Linked DNA regions of Oryctolagus cuniculus: region 2 is linked to region 1. A link is a contact called in public Micro-C data. All regions are on one chromosome and are shown on one strand. Each heading gives the region's core, a stretch centred on a gene start, on an enhancer-like site or on the middle of the called end of the contact. The rest is flanking DNA. Distances are from core to core; before and after follow the strand shown. Region 1 holds the start of FBXO33 (F-box protein 33). Region 2 holds the start of SEC23A (SEC23 homolog A, COPII coat complex component).

Region 1 (3,008 bases), core at 230-2,729:
AAAACCGGGGCAGTTTTTGTGCTTACCCTTTGCAGATACTGGCCAACTCACGCGTCCCCCAAGTTTCCAAGTTACTTTTAAATGAATCACTGAGGACAAGCTGAATACGGAAACGCAAGGGAAGGGACTTGCAATCCTGACAATCAACCTCTCTCCCGATACCCTTAACAAGCACTCTTCCGACTCTTTGGGCCTGGCCCAGTAATTCAAAACCACTCCTGGTAAGAAAATGGCCGTTAAAGACTTCTCTTAGAGGGTCTTGTACCTAAGGGACACCAGATGTGCACCTACTCCTCCCCGCTACCACGAAGCATCTACTTCTAATGGACAGGTGCAAAGTCAAAAACCACGGGTGTGTCTTGTTTCTCCCGACGCGCACCCCACCGGCCTCCCCCTCCACGCCTCAACTCTGCCATCTATAAAATGAACGACGACGCCAGTCAGTTCCATCCCATGGCCACCGAGAGAATGAATGACACAGTGCTTCGGAGGCGCCCGGAGTGGTGGCTGATGAACACCGAGCGCATCACCGTCTATAAAGTACAATGGCAAGTCCCGTTATGGCCTCTGCTCAAGGAAACCGCCCGGCGAGAACTGCCAGACCCCGTCCGTGGCGGGTGGGGGTGGGGGCGGGGGCGTACCGAAGGAATCGATTTCGGGGCCAGGGGGAGCGGGCGACCTCGCGTCGCCGGGGAGGGGGCGGGCGCGGGGCTGGGCCCCGGAGGCGCCTACCTGTTGTTCCGGATGCTGACCAGCACGCACAGCACCAGTTCCAAGTAGGTGCGCAGCACTTCCAGCCAACGTGTGGAGAGCTGCAGGGACTCGACGTCTTCCCCTCCAGTCCCGGTGTCCGAGCCTCCTCCGTCGCCTGGGCCGCCGCCTCCGCTCAGGTAGTTCTCGGCGGCGAACTCAACGCGCAACTCTCGTACGAACCAGCCGCACTTGCGCATGAGGAATTCGAGCCGAGGCTGCTCCGCGGGAGAGACACGGAGGCAGATGCGAAGCTGGGGCCAGAGTGCCGGGTAGAAGAGGCACTCGCGCCAGTGCGAGCAGGAGGCCGAGGCCCGCAGCCGGTCGGGCGCGGGCAAGAACGAGAAGATGTGCACGATCAACTCGCTAGGCAGAGATGCAGCGCCCGCCGCCTGCCCGCACAGAGCCATCCGGCCCCGCCGCCGGCTGCCGGCTTCCGGCCGCCCCCGCAGTCCTCGGAGCAGCCCCCGCAGCCGCCGCAGCTGCTGCAGCCGCTGCCGCCGCCACCGCACCACCCGAGCGGCCCCGACTCGGGTTCGAGCTCCCGGTGGTCGGGGCTGCGGCACTGACAAGAACAACAACATCAATGACAAGGAAGAAGGGGGCGGAACCGTCGTGGGTCTCGGCGGAACCAAGTGGAGCACAAGTTGAGGAGAGGGGGAAAAGCCTCTGCGCGGGTGGCCGGCAGAGAGCTAGCCTCCGGCCTCTCAAACTCTACCCGCACGCCTCCGAGGCCTGCACGTTCGGCAACTTCAAAACCCTCGCCTCTACTGTTTAGGGGCCCGGAAGTGGCAGGGCTTATCCTAAGGAAATGGCAGCCCTCCCCGCACCTGGAGGCGGAGGCAGAGCAGTGGTAGGAGCTGGGTTTGACGTCGCACGTGGTGGGAGGAGCCCGGCGCCGACGCGCGCGACTTCCGGAAGAGGGGCGCTCTTTCTGGGTTCCTGGTAGGGAAGGAGGCGAGGCACGTGATCCCTGACGCGAGCTCGCACGCACGCACGCCGGTTGGGCGAGACGGGAAGCGGCGTGGGGCGCAGGCGGCGCTTACTCTGGGCCCCACCCCCTCCCCGCCGCCTGACCGCGGCGTCCGCGCCCCTTCAGGGGTGTGCATCGGTTAACTCCTGCGCCCGGTCGGTGAAAAGCGGTTCGACTTGGCCTTCGGGCGAGAAGTCGTGGAGCTTCTCTGTCTGCGTTTCTCAGTCGGTGGACTGAGGGCCGAGGACTGAGCTGAAGTGCCAGTATGCAGGCTCCTTCTCAGCCGTCTCGCCTACCCGCAGGACTAAGAATTCTGCGCCTCTGCAGAGGGGGAACGGGCAGATTCTCGGGCTAACCCAAGTCAAGCAGGAGAGGCGCGGGCTGCCGAGGTAGCCTGGAGTAGCTCCGAAGCCACCAAGGGAGCCTCGCTCCTGGTGGGACCTTACAAATTGATTTCCGTGCACACCCTGGCATGTGGGGAAGGAGAGAGGGCAGCGCCACCCTTTGGACTGAGGGGGAGAGCAAAACCAGTTGGCCAATGAGTCTCACCTGTTGGTCCAGGGCCCCTGGAGAAGTCTCCTTTCCTAGTACTGAGGTGGTTGGTGATGACCTTTAGCCTGCCACCCCCAGTTTGAAAGGGGATTTGGAAACAGTGTCCCTTAACTTGACCACCGCCTGCGGAATGGTTAACTCGCGCTGCAAGGCGGGCAGTGAAGGATTTAAGTGGTTTTATGCAACAATTGAAGATTGCTGTAGGGAGGCTGCCTCTTCAGAGCTTGAACTGTGGTCTTGCAACAGCCTTATTCACTTGGGGTCAGCACCAAGAAGCGGTTCTAGATATTTTTAGCCCTTGGAGGGCGAAGCTCTGTTCGTGTTTCTTTGGTACCACTTGGTGCCTTGCACATAGGAGGTTAGTAACAATATCCTATTGTTACCTCTTTGGTTCGCTTCAGCTTAGTACCTGTTTAAAAAAAACACACCCTATCATTCATGGCAAGCCACTTGTATCTATTTCATACACAATTAGTAGGGCTGACAGCAGTGAGTTAGGAAGTTGAGACTTGGGTTTTAATTTTTTATGTTTCTTAAACTCATTGAAATATTTGGAAGTCAGCCAAGGATATCTGGATCTTCCACTTTTAGGTACATCAGTATGCATCCCTATAAAAGTAATATGGATGCCTATATAACAAAAATCATATGACATCCACCAAGCAATAGTTTTCTTGAGTATGTCTAGTATTTGATGTTTAGATTTACATCTGCCTTGTACAAACCAGGATTC
Region 2 (3,008 bases), core at 331-2,830, 290 kb before region 1:
CCCTCACCTTTCCAAGGCAGGAATTGCTCAATCTTAAAACATAAGAATTGTAAAGCCTTAAATTACTGATTTGACTGCAAAAGTTCTTTTGCATAGCAGCTTTTCTTAAAATGGCATTATTTGACAAGCACTCCTTTAATATTAATATGTTCACATAAAAATATAAACCAACTATTATTCACATATTATATTAGAATACATTAAACATACTAGTCTTTTTTTTTTTAAGGAAAAAATAGAAAACACAAAAGGCCATCAAGAGCATTATGTCACCTCAACATGGTATACCAAATATATGCCCTAGTATTTTTATTTTATAAAATGTTTTTATAGTGATAGTTTTTCAGAATTACAATTTTAGCCCTGTCAAACATATTTAAATGGAAAACACAAAATTGCAGTACAATTTGAGTCCCTTCCAATCAGAGGTATTTACTAGTCAAATGTATTTCTCCTACTTCTCAGTTGTAAAATTCTCAATGAAGTGTTTTCAATTACTTCTGAATGCTAGCTTTGGGATCTTGGACAGTTTAACCACTCCTGATTTTCACTTTTCTCATCAGTAAGTGAGAGATTTGGTATAGACAACTACAAGGTCCCATCTAAATCTAAAATTCTGACTCAAACGTGGGTCGACATCTGAAACAACGTTAATTACACTACTGGAGAAGCGAGAGAAGGAAGATGTGACATGCATTTACATTTAAATCCAATACTTGTTTAAAGTAAGTTAACTTTCAGCAAATGATTCGTGGCTGAGAAGATCAGGTGAAAAGGTGAATTCAACACCCCTCAAAATCCGCGATTCCATGTATATTTACTCTGACTTTTCCTAAGGGAAAACATTATGGCAAACTAGAAACCCAACGGGGTAAGACGGGTCCCGTCTGAAAACCTAACTCCGCTTGTAACCAAGGCCCAAGGCATTAACTGCACCTGGCACTTTTCTCCTTAACCCCTTGAACTCCCAAGGCCGCGTTACTGGTGACGAAGTTACCTCGGTTCAAAGTCTAGGACACCTCGGATCACGCCGGAATGGAAGAAGCCCCAGTGCCCAGGAGCGACGACGGGCTGGGGTGGGAAGGCGGGGCGCCCAGGACGGTGGGTGGGTGTGGGGCGAGATGCTCGGACTGCCATTTTCACCCGACTCCCACCTAATGCAGGGACGCTGGGAGAGGGCAGGGCCCCCAGGCCCCGGGAGGGCGGAGCAGTACGTGGTGGGCGACCGGGTGACAGGCTCGGGGCGCAGCGCTCACCCGCCGCACTGGTCCGCAGACGCCCGCGCGCTTCTCCCGCAGCCGAGCACCGAGAGCCAGAGTCGGGGGACCACCGAGACCCCAGTCCGCCCGCGGCGGCCCGCCCGGATTCCCGCTGAGCACCGTGCGCCCCCGGGGAGCGGAGAGGAGGCGGCCCGTAAGTCGGCGTTTACCACACTACTTACTCGTTCCACCAGATCCGCGCCGGACGCCAGCCTCAGCCACACCAAATCAGCCCTCTCCGCGCAGCCGAAGCACCGGTAGCACCGCAATCAAGGCCGGCACCGCCCCGCCCCCGGCCTCCGCGAGGACCTCGGCCCGGCCAACATGGCTGGTGCCGCCTCTGCCACGTCAAGGGGAGGGGGCCGGGGCGGGGCTGAGGGGAGGAGGGGCGGTGCTAAGGGAGGAGAGGGCGGGGCGTGAGGGGAGGCGAAGGCGTGGCGACGGACGCTGCAGGCGGGATAGGCGGGGAGAGAAGGGGCGGGGCGCTGGAGGGGCGGAGTGACCCGGGCAGTGAAGCAGGGACCTGGGAGTGGGGCGGCGCTGAACGACCGCCCTTCGGCTCTCGCCGGAGCCACGGTGGACCCAATCCCTGCAGATCGCTAAAGGGCTGGAGCATTTCTTCCATTATCACGCAGACTCCTCAGCTGCTGAGAGAAATGGAGCCGTCCTCTGGGAATCGTCTTCTGGAGAGTCTGGGTGTTGCTGAGAACCGTAAACCACATCTCTGCAAGGACAACGTGGGAAGTTGGTTCTTAGTGCAACAAACGTTTACTACTTTACCGGACACAGTTGAGATGCTGGTGATACAATGTAAGCAAAACAGGCCAAAATCCCCCACCTGGAAGAATTTTTTAAGATTTATTTATTTTGAAAGAGTTACAGAGAGAAGAGAGACACAGAGAGATCTTCCATCCTTTGGTTCACTCCCCAAATGGCCGCAATGGCCAGGGCTGGGCCAGGTGGAAGCCTGGAGCCTCTCCTGGGTCTCCCACGTGGATGCAGGGGTCCAGAGACTTGGACCATCTTCTACTGCTTTCCCATGCGCATTAGCAGGGAACTGGGTCAGAAGTGGAGCAGCCGGGACTCAAAGTGGCACTCCCATATGGGATGCTGGCATTGCAGGTAGCGGCTTAACACCCTAAAGCACAGCATGGGCGCCACTTCCCAGAGGCACTGCTTCCTAACGTGATCACCTTGGGAGTCAGAATTCCAACATACGAACTTGGGTGACCCAAACATTCAGACCATAACCAGATGGATGAGAAGATCCATGGGGATATAGGAATTCAGTTAGGAATAAATCAAAGTATAACACTCTGGTAATTTCATTCATTTCATGATTCTCAGAAGGGCATCTTTACCAACTAGCTCAAAGAAACCTAAAAAGTCATAATTCCTTTCCTCTCAGCTGAGCCAAGCCTTTTAGTCCTATGAAATGCCATCACGCAGCACACAATGATGGTTTAGTCAATGACAGATCACATATACAATGATGGTTCCATAAGATTACAAAGGAGGTTAAAAATTTCATAGTACCTAGTATTTTTACTCTACCTTTCCATATTTAGATACACAAATCTGTGGTGTGACAGTTGCCTACAATATTCAGTATGGTAAAAAGATGTATAGGTCCGTTGGTAACCTAGGAGCAATGCGCTACACTGTATTTCCCAGATATGCAGGACCATCTGGTTGTAAAAGTCCACCCTATGATGTTCACACAATGATGAAATTGCCCTAACAATGCAT

The links. Hi-C and Micro-C count contacts between places; a contact is called where the count stands out from the background.
Region 2: a contact with region 1 is called in a Micro-C map of ear pinna, with 6 times the contacts expected there. The contact joins the promoter of SEC23A here to the promoter of FBXO33 in region 1. A contact is called at or near these places in 3 of 6 Hi-C or Micro-C datasets (ear pinna, psoas muscle and an unstated tissue).

Annotation. Positions count from the first base shown.
Region 1 is chr12:36,258,568-36,261,575 of mOryCun1.1, reverse strand. FBXO33 (F-box protein 33) reads right to left here and starts at 1,479. Exons shown (of 3, transcript XM_070053730.1): 1 at 733-1,479. The coding sequence starts at 1,334. LOC127483709 (a long non-coding RNA gene) reads left to right here and starts at 1,811. Exons shown (of 2, transcript XR_007910217.2): 1 at 1,811-2,633.
Region 2 is chr12:36,544,207-36,547,214 of mOryCun1.1, reverse strand. SEC23A (SEC23 homolog A, COPII coat complex component) reads right to left here and starts at 1,580. Exons shown (of 20, transcript XM_008269515.4): 1 at 1,442-1,580. It overlaps LOC108178360 (a long non-coding RNA gene), which reads left to right and starts at 1,004. Exons shown (of 4, transcript XR_011380746.1): 1 at 1,004-1,413; 2 at 1,895-2,069.